Regions from separate parts of the Mus musculus genome. Here region 1 is linked to region 2. Evidence: chromatin contacts called from public HiChIP or PLAC-seq data. All regions are on one chromosome and are shown on one strand. The core of a region is the stretch at or near the end of the contact, and the rest is flanking DNA. Distances in the headings are between cores, read along the strand shown.

What was found. HiChIP or PLAC-seq counts read pairs in DNA pulled down with a chosen protein or histone mark.
Region 1: a contact with region 2 is called in a FOXA1 HiChIP or PLAC-seq map of pancreatic cancer cells. The contact joins the promoter of Zfp575 here to the promoter of Erf in region 2. A contact is called at or near these places in 1 of 39 promoter capture datasets (liver) and 1 of 115 datasets of contacts at active chromatin or transcription factors (pancreatic cancer cells).

Annotation. Positions count from the first base shown.
Region 1 is chr7:24,586,386-24,589,085 of GRCm38.p6, reverse strand. It overlaps Zfp575 (zinc finger protein 575), which reads left to right and starts at 1,445. Exons shown (of 4, transcript NM_001033205.3): 1 at 1,445-1,635; 2 at 1,844-1,928; 3 at 2,269-2,432. The coding sequence starts at 2,357. It also overlaps a transcript of Ethe1 not described here.
Region 2 is chr7:25,249,462-25,252,161 of GRCm38.p6, reverse strand. Erf (Ets2 repressor factor) reads left to right here and starts at 1,404. Exons shown (of 4, transcript NM_010155.3): 1 at 1,404-1,583. The coding sequence starts at 1,562.

The sequences.
Region 1 (2,700 bases), core at 196-2,695, 660 kb after region 2:
CCTCAAACTCAGAGATCTGCCTGCCTCTGCCCCATGAGTGCTGGGATTAAAGGCGTGCGCCACCACACTCACGGTGTAATTTTTAAAATATTCATAAAGGAACTTGAGAGAGAGACTCAGTGCTTAACAGCACTAGCTGGAGCAGGGCTTGGTGGTGCATACCACTGATTCAAGCACTGGGGAGGCAGAGGCAGAGGCAGGCAGACCTCTGTGTCTTGGAGGCCAGCCTGCTCTATAGCCAGAGCTATGTAGCAAGACCCTGTGTCAAAAAAAAAAAAGCAACACTGCCTGAACAATAGCAATGTTTAAGCCGGTTTCCATTGGTTCTCTAATATACTTATATAATATAAGACACTGAGGCCCATAACTGTAAGGTGACTTCTTCATCGTCACACGACTAGAAATTGGCAGAGTCCAGCGCAAACCAGTTACTCAGCCCCACCAAATAACTCCCGTGACTCCCAGGGTTGACCAGACGTCATGGATTATCCGGCTGAGTGCGGAGGACTTTTATGAGCACATCACAGGCATACTAGCGCTGGGCAGGAAGTTGTACTGTCGCTGCCTGGAAGTAGGCCAAGCACTCAATGTCACCCTTGGCCTGGCACTCCTAGGCCACCTAGGGAGGGGCAGTAGGTAGCACGGGGTGCTAGGCGTGGTAAATGTCGGTGAAGGGTGCCTAAAGTACTATGCAAGTGCCTTCGGGGGGTCAACTGAGTACTGCCCCTTGCCCTTTCTGAAGAAATAGCCAAACTTTCTGTAAAGGCTTGGAGGAATAGAATCGAATCGACCTGAGCTTTTTGAACGGCTCCCAAAGGCTGAATTCAGACTATACATGGAATTCTCAATGCAAGGCCAAAGAGACACCTCAGTGGTTAAAGGCAGCTGCAGCCAAGCGTGAAGATCTGAGTTCGATTCCTGGGACCCACAAGGTGGAAAGTGAGAACTGAGTCCACAAGAGTCCACAAGAGTCCACAAGTTGTCCTCTGACCACCACACTCAAACACATCCACAATGACAAACAAGTAACTAAATGTAATTAACATTTGAAAGAAAATAACAGGGGCAGTAACAAAAAGAAACCGGAGTGGGAATGTGGGGAAGGGGTGGGGGAGCGGGCCTGTGCAGTCTGTCTTAGCAAGGCACTTGGGAGGTGAAGACATGAGGACTACCAGTTCATGGCTATTCTCGGCTATGTAGGGAGTTTGATGCTAGCCTGGGCTACTTGAGACCCTATCACAGGAAGGAGAAAACAGGAGGGATTAACCACATCCTTACAGATGTGCACTTTCCTAGCTAGGATCCTTAGGCGGATAGCTTCGCGCTTGCTCACTAACTTGCCAGCTGGGTGGTTCAGTCATTCCCTCCTTCCATCACATCTTCCCCCTCTGCAGCCTCTTGCTGGCCGAGAGTGCGCATGCGTGCCGACGCCCCCTCCAGCCCCGGATGGGAGGAGGGGATGGAAGTGAAGCTGGGCCCTACGGCTCGGCAATCTCCTTCCCGCTCTTCTCTCCTCCAACGGCGTCCCAGCGCCCGCTGGGAGGTGCAGGTCCGAGGGCTACAAGGTAGCTCACGAGGCTTAATTGAGACGGGAGGGTTCCGGAGCCCCACCCCCGGGGAGGGACCGCCCTGCAGGTGAGAAGGGCTGGGTCCTGGTCTCCTGGAGATGGATTGGGGGCTGGCCGCTAGGATCTCTCCGCGAAGGGTAGATATGGATCTCGGTGCTCTGGTTTTTGAGGAGTGCATGCGATGCCAGACGTTTGGGACTCCCTCCATGAAAGTCTATATTCTGGGTCTCTAGGTGGTTCTATAAGCCACACCTTCCTTTCGTCTTTTTCTCCAGGTTTCCCTAATTCTCTGAGTCCCCAGTTCTATGCCAGAGATGCGATTTAGCGACACAGCATCAGTAGGCTGAGACTAAAGACAGGGTAAGCCCCCCTTTCTACTAGAATCCCTTCCACTGTACCCAAAGCGCTTCTGGGACAGGGTGGCCAAGGGCACACCCACTGCGCTCAAAGACCAGCCCCTGGGCTTGGGTGGCCGGGCCACTGACTGCTCTTTTTGTATAGCCCCGCCCACTCCAGATTTAGCGGTCCCGCCCACTCTGAGATAGCCCCACCCCACCCAGTGAAAAGATTATCTCTTGGTTTTATTTTCATATCCCCTCCTAGTGTGTACTTAGGCTCCACCTTCCAGCCTTCTGCTCTTGAGTTAGGACTAGACTTAACCAACAGCCTGGTTCTAAACAGACTGGCCTTTTGATTTTAGGCCCGCACCCCTGTCTCCATGAACTTGTTAACCACTGGCGCCATCCTCGCCCCTTGCCCAGCTGCCCCTTGGTCCCTCTGCCAGCAAGATGCTGGGTGGAAGCGTGAAGTCCGAGGTCAGGGCCTCGGAACCTAGTCCCACCTGTCAGGACCCGGAGACCAAAGGTGAGAGCAGCCCAGGTTCTCATAGGGATCATTCCCCAGGAGTGACAGCCCAGGAGAACCAACGTAATGACCATTGGGGCCACCACCACCACTACCCTTAGCAGATTGTGGGGGATTATGGGTAGTGTTGGAAATGGACACTTTAGAAGCTTTCGGCACTGGCTTGGCAACTCTTTGAGGCGCTCATAGGACGTGGGGTCAGAGGGCAAGCAGAAATGTCCTCGAGTGGGACACCAGTGTGACACTTGCCTCCTCGGACACTTTGAGA
Region 2 (2,700 bases), core at 155-2,654:
GAGAGCTGTTATTGTAACAATGATGATTATTGCTGGACCACGCTGCTCCCAGAGGGTTACAATATCCGTGGGGAGCTGCACTGTCCGTAGGCAAGGTTACATAATTCCCAAAGGGGTGACACTTCCCTGGAGGCCATGGTCTCCCTAAGGAGGAGGCATGAGACTTCTCTCTAGCACCCGTGAGCTGGTTTAAAGGCTGAATAGGAACCCAACAACGGAGAAGTTTGGGTTTGAAGCCTTAAGCACCTATAGCCTGAGCCAGATAGGCCTTCCCTCTTGCTTGCCGCATCTCACGGCTCTGATTCATCATCTTTTCAGTCTCCTAGTCCCCTATCTCTTCCTTTGGTAACTCCGGTTGGTTTATTTTTCATTATTTCCCTGAGACTGTTTAGGTTTAGTTTATGAGAATATAGCTCTGCTTCCCCTCTACCCAGTAGCAGGCTGCCTACCTGCATCCGATCGGTACCCCGATTTCCTGTTTCCCGAGCCTCAGGCTCCATCCATTCCTCCTATCTGCTGCAGCGAACACAGACTTAACACTTCCCCTACGCTCGGGCCTTTGGTCTTAAGCCCTGTCTTCCTCTCTCCTGGCGACCCCCAATGCTCCTCCGGAGCACATTTGTTCAGACTTGGGTCGCCCCCAGCATCCTGGCACTATCTCCGGAACCCCCTGCTCCAGTGTGGAGGTGGGGGTACCTCCGGCCGCGTTCCCAGGACAGCTGCAGCCTAAGGGACAGTGGTGATTGTGGGGGCTCCCGAATGCATTCTGGTCACTTCCTCCCCAGCTGGACTGGGTCTATCAGGAAGGCCAAGACCCCATCTCCACAGGAGTCGAGGGTACAGCCGCCTCCCCATTTCCGATGCTGGGAAATGTTTCCCACCCATTCCACCCCACCCCTGGACAGCTGCCCTCTTTCAGGCTCGGGGTTGAGGGGGTTGGGTAAACTCAGGCTGGGAAATGGCTGTGCTCTTGATCATCCTCCAAGATCCAGACTCCGCCCCCCTGCGGAGAAGACTCTGCCCCTTCCCCACAAAAATTTCTGATCGTCCCCCTTCATATAATTCCTTTCCTCCAAAAAGGTCCCAAAAGAAACTCTGGAGCCAGGAAAGGGCAGAAGAGAGGCAGCAGGTACTGAGTGCTGAAGACTTAAGTTCTTCTGACTTAGAGCCTCCAAGAAGGGTCGTGACCCCCAGGACCTCCCCAGCCCCTCCCTGCCCTTCCTCCCCCCCCCCCCCCCCCCGCCGCGCGGCCCCTTTAAGCCAAGAGCCGGCCGGTCCTCAGTGGCTGCGCGCCGGCAAGCGTGTGTGAGTGCGCGGGAGGGGGCGGGCACAGTGTCTCCATGGCGACGCGGCGGTGACGTCGCCGGCCGGGGGGCGTGGGCGTCCCGGCCCCGGAGTGCGATATTAACCCGGGAGGCGGCGGCGGGGAGGGGAGAGGCTCTGAGAGGCGAGGCCGGGTGCGGCGGCGAGGGCGTCCCAACGGGCGCGGGACGGGACGGGGCAACGCGGGCGCCAGGAGCAGCGGCCCGGAGTTGGGGCGCCTTGCCCCGGGCCCCCCAGCATGAAGACCCCGGCGGACACAGGTGGGGGCGGGGGCAGCACGTGTGGGGGAGACTTGTTGCCCCGGGAAACCGGGAGGGAAAACTTTGGGTGGGGGCTGAAGGGGTTCTGGGGAGCCCGATTGATACCCAGTTCTTGGGGACCCCCAAGCACTCGAGACCTGTTGCTTCTAGAGGCGCGAGCTGGGGTGCTGCCTGGGAGCCCCAATTCTGTGGATCCTTTCGGAATGGTATGGGTGCTGCGGGTGCTGGGCTTTCCCTTCCCGGACTCGGCAACCTGGGTTCTCCCGGGATCACTGGGGTGGCAGAGTCCCCTCCCTGTCGTTCTGTCACGTTGCACTCCGGGGGCCGGGACGTGTGCGGTGCGAGGTGGGGGTTCTGTACAGGGACCCGCTATGCTCGGTTCTGCGCTGCGCGGTCCGGCCCGTGACCTTCACGGCAGCGCGTGCCCAGCACCCGGTGAGCGGGATACGGGATGGCCTGGAGCTGGGCGTGAGAGGGGAACACGGGACTCGGGGTCCGGGCTGCACCGCCCCTCCCCCGTCCGTCTCCTCGCTCCCCCGCCCGGACTGAGTCGCAAAGTTCCAAAGCGCAGCCCGAACGTTCGAAAAAGGAACTTTTTGTTTCCGACCTTAGAACGCGCGGCTTTAAGGTGGCTCAGGGGAGACTTGGGTACCCTCCTCCGGCGCGGGCGGAGGCTGGGAGTTGAGGAGGGTGGGAAAGATGGGGGGGGGGGGGGGAATGCAGAGGCTCTCCCTTCGTCCTTCCCCCTCCCCGATCCTGCGCTTCTTTCAGCGGGCCGTCTTTTCCCTCCGCCCCTCTCTTCCCCGCCAAGTTGCTCCTCCTTAAGGGGCCAGGATTCCCCTCCCCCCCCATCGCCGGGCGGGGGGCAGCAGGATTAACCCCCCCTCCCACTCGGACTTTCCCCCTTCCCCTCCCCCGCCGCCCCCGGGCTCGCACAGGCTGGACTTTGCGCCCGGGCGCGCGGGGGGAGGGGGCCTCGCCGCCCCCTGCCCGTCTGCCCCGTCGGAATCCGGCCCGGGGCGGGGACGAGGGGAGGGGGAAGGGGGCCGGGCGCCGCTGTTCAAACTTGTTTCCTTCCCCCGGCGGCGGCCGCGGCTCCGGCTCCTATGTGCGGGTG